Regions from separate parts of the Callithrix jacchus genome. Here region 2 is linked to region 1. Evidence: chromatin contacts called from public Hi-C data. All regions are on one chromosome and are shown on one strand. The core of a region is the stretch at or near the end of the contact, and the rest is flanking DNA. Distances in the headings are between cores, read along the strand shown. Region 1 holds the start of HSP90B1 (heat shock protein 90 beta family member 1). Region 2 holds the start of HCFC2 (host cell factor C2).

The links. Hi-C and Micro-C count contacts between places; a contact is called where the count stands out from the background.
Region 2: a Hi-C map of skeletal muscle shows a contact between it and region 1, with 2.4 times the contacts expected there. The contact joins the promoter of HCFC2 here to the promoter of HSP90B1 in region 1. A contact is called at or near these places in 2 of 3 Hi-C or Micro-C datasets (both in skeletal muscle).

The regions. Positions count from the first base shown.
Region 1 is chr9:106,875,882-106,880,334 of calJac240_pri, reverse strand. HSP90B1 (heat shock protein 90 beta family member 1) reads right to left here and starts at 2,542. Exons shown (of 18, transcript XM_002752917.6): 1 at 2,388-2,542; 2 at 1,327-1,429; 3 at 561-702. The coding sequence starts at 2,436. LOC100397534 (small ribosomal subunit protein eS4, X isoform) reads left to right here and starts at 3,173. Exons shown (of 2, transcript XM_035257430.3): 1 at 3,173-3,566.
Region 2 is chr9:107,007,683-107,012,135 of calJac240_pri, reverse strand. HCFC2 (host cell factor C2) reads right to left here and starts at 2,675. Exons shown (of 16, transcript XR_013522063.1): 1 at 2,492-2,675; 2 at 914-1,062. GLT8D2 (glycosyltransferase 8 domain containing 2) reads left to right here and starts at 2,748. Exons shown (of 12, transcript XM_078337161.1): 1 at 2,748-3,308.

The DNA.
Region 1 (4,453 bases), core at 1,293-3,792:
GTTTAGTTTATGTGACTGCTCTTAGATTCACAACTTTTTTTTTTCTATTTTTAAGACAGAGCCTCGCTCTGTCACCCAGGCTGGAGTGCAGTGGCGTGATCTCAGCTCACTGCAACCTCCGCCTCCCGGGTTCAAGCGATTCTTCTGCCTCAGCCTCCTGAATAGCTGGGACTACAGGCGTGCACTACCATGCCTGGCTAATTATTTTAGTAGAGACAGAGTTTCACCGTGTTAGCCAGGTTGTTCTCTATCTCCTGATCTCGTGATAAGCCCACCTCAGCCTCCCAAAGTGTTGGGATTACAGGCCTGAGCCACCACGCCTGGCCTAGACTCACAACTATTATCAGGCCATGAACCTATTTGGAGGTAAAGAAAAAAGTACATGCCTGACACCCTCTTTCTCCCCAGATATCTACCAGCAATTCTTGGACTTATTAAGTATTTAAAGGTTGTTACTACTTACTTGGATACTACATTACTTTCACAGTAAATTATGCAAATTTAAGTAAACAAGTATGCCAACATACAGAGACAAAATACTCTAACCACATGTTGCTTACCTCTTTATTTTTATACAATGAATTGATGATCAGTTTCATCATTCTGTTAACTTCAGCTTGGAAGGCAAACTTTTCCGATTTCTCTCTAAGTTCTCTTATTTGTGATGCATTTAATCCATCCAACTGAATAGCTTCTTCCTCTCTAAGGAAATCAGATAAGCAAATACAACATGGCTTAGCTCCCTTCAAAACTAGAGAAACTATAATGAGAGCACAGTGGCCTCTGAATATTGTCTTGGGAGTTAAAATGGAAACCTTTATAAAATATTACTGATATACCATCTCATTATGTTAGCACAGCAGTAGGCTACCTTTTAATATTGCATTGGAAATACTGGGTTCTTAAAATTGTCAGAAAAATAAATCCCAACTTTTCATACTCATTTATCTTCCACAGTGAGGACTTCAAAACTGTCATTAAGTCCCAAGAGGCCAAATTTAAAAATACTGTTCAACTGACAGAAACCCCATTTTTAAACTTACGAGGTGTACACAGTTAATGAATACAAATCCAACTGAAAGTCTTTTCTAGTCTTACAAAGTTTATGGTGCTAGTATTCTGCAATATAGTTTTCAAAGGAATTCACTCAGTTTAATCACTCCCAGGTACAAGTTAGGAGGTATGTATGCAAATAACTCACCGGGTATTAAATACAAGGGTGTCAGACTTTATTTGGACTTTTGGAGAAGAGATACATCAGAAGTGACCATAACTCACAAGGTTCACAGGGCTTATCTGTGTAGGTAAGTTCAAATGAACACAAACCTCTGTACTACTTCATCATCCGTCCTCGAGCCTTCTCTACTTTTACCCAGATCCGCTTCTACTGTACCATCCACATCAACTTCATCATCAGCTCTGACCGACCCTGAAGAAAGATTTAATACGGGAAAACTCTTCAACATTGCACTTCTCCAAGGAGGATGATCAAATAGGGAAGGGTAGGGGTTGCAAAATTCAGTTGGTAAATAAGGGAGGTAGGGATGAAAGAGTGCACATTCCTTGGCTTAAACACCCAAGGTAAAGCCAAGACAGCACACCTATTTATAAGTTCAGATGCCGAGGTGCCCCGTAGATTCTGAAATACGGAGGCAGCCACCACTTCTAAACAGCGTGTCTCCGATCCTTTATAAATAACGTTAAGCAGACTGATGCCGGGCCTCTTTTACACCCACACGTGTTGCTCGCAGGCCGAGCCAAGGCCTCCCAACTGTCCAAGCCAAAACTTCGGCCTTCGTTATCACAGGTCAGAATACAAATAGGATTTATGCAACCTCTGGCGAAAGGAACTGAAATTGAGCCCAGAGGCATGAGAAGGGGTAGAATATTGTGAAGAACCGAGCTCCACCAAAACCGAATCAAACACGCTGACACTGCCATTCCGCTGGCCCCAGGCCTCACGCTCCCAACGCCGACATCTAAGAAAGGACAAGCGCTTGCGAGGAATCGGAGTCTGGGGAATTCGGGGTCGGGAAAGCTGGGTGCCCGAAGGTTGCGGTAGCCAAAAGAGTCCTTCTGGGTGGGGGGGACTCGCACAGCTCCCGCGGGAGCCCGAGCCCCAATGAGGCCCCTCCCCGCGGTCGCTGAGACCTCTGGGCGAGATACTATTAGACCTGCAGGGAACTTAGATAATTCTATTCTCTTTTCTTAATTCCAAAGGAAGAGAATAAACGTAATCCCCTAGTCCTCTTTCGAGGAAAGGCGACGTCCCTTGGCCCACCGCAGGCCCTGAGATCTCCCTCCTCCCAGGTTCAATGCCCCCAGAACCTTCGAGAAGCGGCCGCGCGTGTGGAGGGGGGGGCGTCTGCTCCTCTAGAATCACTCACCGAAGGTCAGCAGGACGCAGCAAAGGCCCAGCACCCACAGGGCCCTCATGGCGTGCGGCCGGTGAGTCTCAAGTCCCTTCCGATAGCAGGAGCCGCCTCCACCCCCCAACCCTGGAGCTAGATCCTCACACCTCCGGCCGTGCGGTCCGCCCACTACACCCCAAGCAGGTCGGGCCGCTTTTCACCCCCACTTCTCGCGGGCGGGGGTTGGGACACACGAACCTACCAATCGCGCCGCACCACGCAGTCACGGCACCCAATGGGGACTCGTGGGGGGGACGGAAGTCCACCAATCGCAGCTGTCCAGGTGCGGTGACCGCTGCCCAAAGCGTGGCTCCTTCCGATTGGTCAGGGTTTGCAGCTCTTCTCCAATCAAATGGTTCCGCGGGCCCCTCACACGAAGGACCGCCCCTTTGCCTGGGAGGCCTTGGCCTCTAAGGGAGACCGTCCAATGAACGTAGGCACAGAATACGTCCATCCTTTTCGAGAGGTCGCGGCGGAACTACTTCCGGATCCTAGAGAGCGTTTATTCCGTGACCGGGGAAACGGTAGTCGTGGCAACGCGTTCTTCACCCTTTCCCAACTACGACTGGGGTTACGTTGGGAGTGATTCCAGCAAGACTTTCGCGGCCAGCTTTTTCGTGTAGCGGCGCTTCTCAGAAAGGAGAAACACACGAGAGAGGTTGAAAATCCCTAGAACGCTTTCGGATGGAGGCGGTTAGAAACTACAGCTCCCGGCATGCAACATCCTCGGGGGGTACACTGCATTGAATGCTGGGAATCGTAGTCTTTAGTTTCTGGACCAGCTGCGTAGTTTGGCACTCTTCATTTTCTCCCAAAATGTTGCCGCCGGAGCCCTATCCTGCGTCTTAGATTTTACATCTCGTTCTGATTACAGTAGAGATCTGTGGCTATTCCAGGAGCTTTTAGAAGCGCGCTTGGAAAGCCGCCACGCCTAGGCCAAGGCCGCCCCGTTCCGGGGAGATCGCTCCGAGTCCCTCCGAGTCCCTCCGAATCCCTCCGACTCTAGAGCTCGCGTTTCCGAATCCGCCTACAAGTGCGTTACTCTGGCCGCCCGAGCCGTTACCTCCTCTGCTCCTTTCTGCGGCCAGAATCCCCAGGCCTCCCTGATCTGGTTTACAGAAGTGCGTGGTGGGGACCTTCCCGACTACACTAGAGGTATCGCGAGCAGCTCTGAGGCTTTCAACTCTCCGGTAAAACACAAAGGCTGCGGTGATATGACGGTCTTAGAACCCCTGCTGTGGAGAGCAGGGTGGAGAAGCGAGCCTAGCACAGAAAAGGAAAACCCTTCGTTTAACGAGTTCAGGAGGATGCACCTGCAGATATTTGAAAGCAAAACCTGTGGTGCTGCACATGAGAACGGGATTGCAGCTTTGTAACTTCATAGAAATACCCTGTCCGCGTTCAGAAGGACATATAAAACACCAGGTGTCTTTCCTGTGAGGGAAGTCCCTCATGCTAAACTTGTGCCTTTGGAAATACTTTCTACGTCCCTATAAGCTACTCTGTAGATTACCTCCACAAGTACCCGCACCCGTCTCTGATATAGACACCCCCCTTCCTTATTGCTTTCTCCAACGAAATTGAACTTTTAATATCTTTTCAGATAATCATCGGAATTCCTGAAGACAAGCTGTTTAGTGACAGTCTGTCATAGTCTTACAACTTTCCGTATTTAGGTATGCGGATCTTGGTTCTGTGGTTGGCACTCACGTGTTGTGGTGGTGCCTTATTTACATCTGCCAAATTTATCTAACATTTGTTACTAGTAAGCAAAGAGTAGCTTACAAAGAATGTTTTATGTGTGCTTCTGTGCTTGCATCTTTTTTTAAAAAGCGCATACTAGAGTGTGAATTACATTCAGAGATTTCAGTTGCATTTTTGTATATTTTAGCTCATTTATTTTCTGTTTTTAGAGAAAAATGAGTTTCTTCACTTTTTTGGCATTTCACAGCTCAACTTCTTCACGTTTTCCTCCAATTCTGAATAAGTAAGCAAATGAAACTGCAAATGCCACCTTAACTAGTGAGTGGTGGGGAGTTGGT
Region 2 (4,453 bases), core at 1,426-3,925, 130 kb before region 1:
ACCCTAGAAACCAGGAGCATCAGCAGCTGGAAACTTGGTAGAAATGCAAATGCTCACCGCCCACTGCTGACTCAGAAGCTCTTGGGGTAGAAGCCAGCAATCTGTATTTTCACAGGTCTTCCAGGTGCTTCTGTTGCAGGCTAAAGTTTCTATTGCACTAAGATACAAAAACCTAAGTATATAACATGTACAGCTGGTGCTAAGTAGCAGAAATCTTGATGTTACAAATGTTACACTGGGTATGGGGAAAAGACTTGCCAAGAAATTTTGGCTTTTAAGTGAAGTGGAAACATTTTCTACAAAGCTATAAAATGTGAAGCTTACATTATTTGAACAATATTAAAATGTGTTAAACAATGTTAATAATTTGAAATCTTTTTCCTTTTCTTTTTTTTTTAAGCTAAAGCTACGCTCTTGTTGCCCAGGCTAGAGTACAATGGCACAATCTCAGCTCACTGCAACCTCCACCTCCCGGGTTCAAGTGATTCTCCTGCCTCAGCCTCCTGAATAGCTGGAATTATAGACATGTGCCACCCGCTAATATGTTTGTTTTGAGACAGAGTCTTGCTCTTTTCGCCAGGCTGAAGTGCAGTGGCATGATCTCTGCTCACTGCAACCTCCGTCTCCCAGATTCAAGTGATTCCCCTGCCTCAGCCTCCTGAGTAGCTGGGACTACAGGCACACACTACCACACCCAGCTAATTTTTTGTATTTTAGTAGAGACGGGGTTTCTCCATGTTGGTCAGGCTGGTCTCAAACTCCTGATCTCAGATGATCCGTCCACCTCAGCCTCCCACAGTGGTGGGATTATAGATGTGAGCCACTGCACCTGGACAATTTTTCAGTCTTTGGAAAAATTATGAGCAATATCATTATTAGAGCCTCAGAATAAAATAATATCAAATACACTTACTTGTAACTCATATAACTCATTGCTGTATCTTCCGTATTCAACCATTCCCCCAAATACTAATATTCTGGTACCATCACAGACAAATCCATGGGCAGCACAGCCTGGAGGGATATCTCCTCTAACAGCTGGGAGAAACCACTGATTCGTAGCTAGTTGCCAAAATAAAATCAAAACCGATTATAACAAACAACGGTTATCACATACTATCAGAAAGTACTTTATATATCATCAACATCAGTGGGTCTCAATTAGGGATGATTCTGCCCCCAGAAGACATTTGGTAATGTCTAGCGACATTTTTAGTTGTCATAACTGGAGGGGACTGTTACTGGCATGTAGTAAGTAGAGCAGGGATGCTGTCAAACATCTTACAATGTACAGGGCAATACAGGGCAGCTTCCCCTGACCTTGACAAAGAGTTACCTGGCCCAAAAGGTCAATAATGCTGCTGCTGAAAAAAACCCTGATCTACAAAACCCCTGCTGGATGAGTATAAAAATCTCCATTTTACAACTGAAAATTGTGAGGCTTAAAAAGGTTTAGTAACTTTAGCACTGATACTGGGCAACTGGCAGAGATTCAAATCAAGTCTAATTTGTTCCAAAGCCAGGGTTTTCACACTAAGACCAAACTGTCAATAACTTTTTAACTTTATATGCTGTGGCGCTGGGAGGAGGAAAGGGTGGAAAAAAATTTTTCTCCGATTCCACTATTTTGTTAACCTTCAAATGATCACTGTGATTAAGTTGTTTGGTCAAAGAAAAGTTACCGGTCATGAAGTAGACCCCAAATTCCAGAACTGTCTTTACACCAAAAAGATTTCCCGTGACAGCCTGAGCATTTACCGGGGTGGGGCGGGGGGTATAAAATTTCAGTATCCTTTCTATTTCACAGAGGTCCTCAAAGAGAGGGGCTTCCTGCCCAGGGACACCTGTGATCTGCAGTGGTGCTCAAATTATGACAGTCCTCTTTCCGAGAGCCGGTCCAGAAAGGTGCCCACACCCACTATGCAGACACAAGGCCGCTTCACCACGTCCCCGCCGGTTTAGAGCGCGACCCGTAGAGGGGATCTTGACCGTTACCTGCCAAACACCTGGCTGTATTTGAGGCGAGAGTGCCAGAAGGCCTCTCGTTTTCCCTCCTCATCCACTAGATGGTCTTCCTTCTAAGGAAGGAAGGCAGGCAAAGATAGAAAAGGCCCGAAGGAACTTTGGTTTGGAGTGGTTTTGTTTTTTGACAGGGGCGAGATTTCGGGGAATGGTCCAGGCGGTTGGACACGGTCTTCTGTCGCCTGCGTCCGCCAGTCGGGCTGAGACGGGGAAGTCCAGGACCGCCTGCCTTTAGACCGGTGTGCCCCGCTTGGGGTCCGTTGCGCCCCGCGGGCCCCGGAAATCCAGCGCTGCTGTCCGGGACGGAGCTGCGGGATCGGAGACGCCCGGCCGAGCCGTGCTCCCCGCCGCCCGCCCGTGGAAGCAGTGACCGGACAGTGACAGCTGTCAGGGCCGCGGCCGCCGCCTCGCTTCCCCTCCCCCTCCGCGGCTGCCGCAGGCGGGGCCGACCAGCCGCCGCCGCGCCTACCCGTGTTGTAGACGTGCAGCTCATCCGCGATGCCCTCATTTCCCCCTCCAAAGATGATCATCAGCTCCCGGATGGCCACCGCTCGGTGTCCGTGCCGGGCGCGGGGGACCGGCCCCGTGAAGGAAGAAACCCGCCTCCAGTTAAGGAGGCTGGGAGCCGCCATCTTCCCAACCCCCGCCCCTCTGCCCACAATGCACCGCGCCCGCCTAAACCCGCTGCTCCCTGGGGAGGTTGGGGATCCGCCTCCAGCTGTGCTGGGGTCACGTGACCGCGGGCTCCGGCTGCCAGGCTGGAGGCCCGCGGGGAGGGTAAAGACGTTGGGGAAGGGGAGTCCGGAGAGAGGAGCCCCGCCCCTACCCCGGGCGACGTGGCCAGCGGCCACCCGTGGCAACACACCTTAGGGTGGAAGGACGCTTCCCACTGACCACGTCTCCGGTCCCCACCCAGAGCCTCCCGTTCGGTATTTTGAGGAGAAGCCACAGCATCTTCCTTTACGTCCACTTTAATTGAGCATCTAGGATGTGTGGGCGAGGCAGTCTCACAAGCAACGTGAGAGAAGCTCGGGTAGAGGTGCGAAGAGCTGGGAGCGCAGGGCAGGACCTCGCAGAAGAGGGTGCGGGCAGGAGCCTGTCTCGCAAGCCCGGGCCACTGGCACCGCTCCCGACCGTGACTGGGACCCGGGCAGGGAAGATCGCTGCAAAGCCTGCCAGGGCGAACCGAGGGCAGCTTTGCGGAGAGCCATGCCAGGAAGCTTGGAAACCGTGAGCCACGAGAGCTGTTTTTGGTTTGTTTGCCTTAAACAGAGGAGTGATGATTTGTAGGTTTCTGTTTCATTGCTAGCTAACAAGTGAGGTGGCTACTGTTACCTCCCTTTCATGAATGGGGAAATGAGGCATAGGGAGGTAAAGTAATTTTCTGATGGACACAAAGGAAAGGGGTTGAAGAAAAAGATTGGGGCCAGGATTCAAACACAGGGCTTCTGATTCCAGAACCCCCAAGCCTTTATACCACATACCATACTGCCCTGATAGAAGTCATATCCAACCATTATACCACACTGCCTCTGAGAGTAGTCATATGCAACTCTTTATTTTTATTTATTTTAGGCTCTGTCACAGGAATACAGTGGCACGATCATAGCTCACTGCAAGCTCGAGCTCCTGGGCTCAAGTGATCCTCCTGCCTTGACCTCCCAAAGTGCTGGGACTACAGGCATAAGCCACCGCACCCAGCCAATGCAATGCTTAATAAGAGCTGCCCTGTGATTTGATCCTACACATAATCACACAAGTCCATTAGGAATAACATTGTACTGCATATAGGATTTATGCCAAATGAGTAAATTTTAGCTGCTCTTGCCCCAGAAACAAAAAAATGGGTTGGTGGTAACTATGTGAGATGATAGATATGTTAATGTGCTTTACTATAGTAACCTTGTGACTGTCTATATAAGTTGTCCCCAACCTTTTTGGTACTAGGGTCCGGTTTCCTGGAAGGCAATTTTTCCACGGACTTGGCAGGGGGGTGGAGGGTATGGTTTCGGGATGAAACTGTTTCACTTCAGATCAGCAGGCATCAGATTCTCATACGGAGTACACAATTTAGATTCCTCCTATGGGCAGTTCACTGTAGGGTTCGAGCTTCTATGAGAATCTAATACGCTGCTGATCTGACAGGAGGCGGAGCTCAGGAGGTCTTGCGCGCTAGCCGGTGACTCATCTGCTGTGCTGCAAGTTTCGAACAGGTGATTGGGGACCCCTAGTCTATATATCATAACATCAGGTTGCATACCTTGAATATGCACAATACAAGTTATTTTTTTAATTAATTAAAAAAGGACTGGGCATGGTGACTCACACCTGTAATCCCAGTACTTTGGGAGGTCAAGACAGGGGGATCCACTGATCCCAGGAGTTCCAGACCAACCTGGTCAAGATGGTAAGATCCCATCTCTATTTTTAT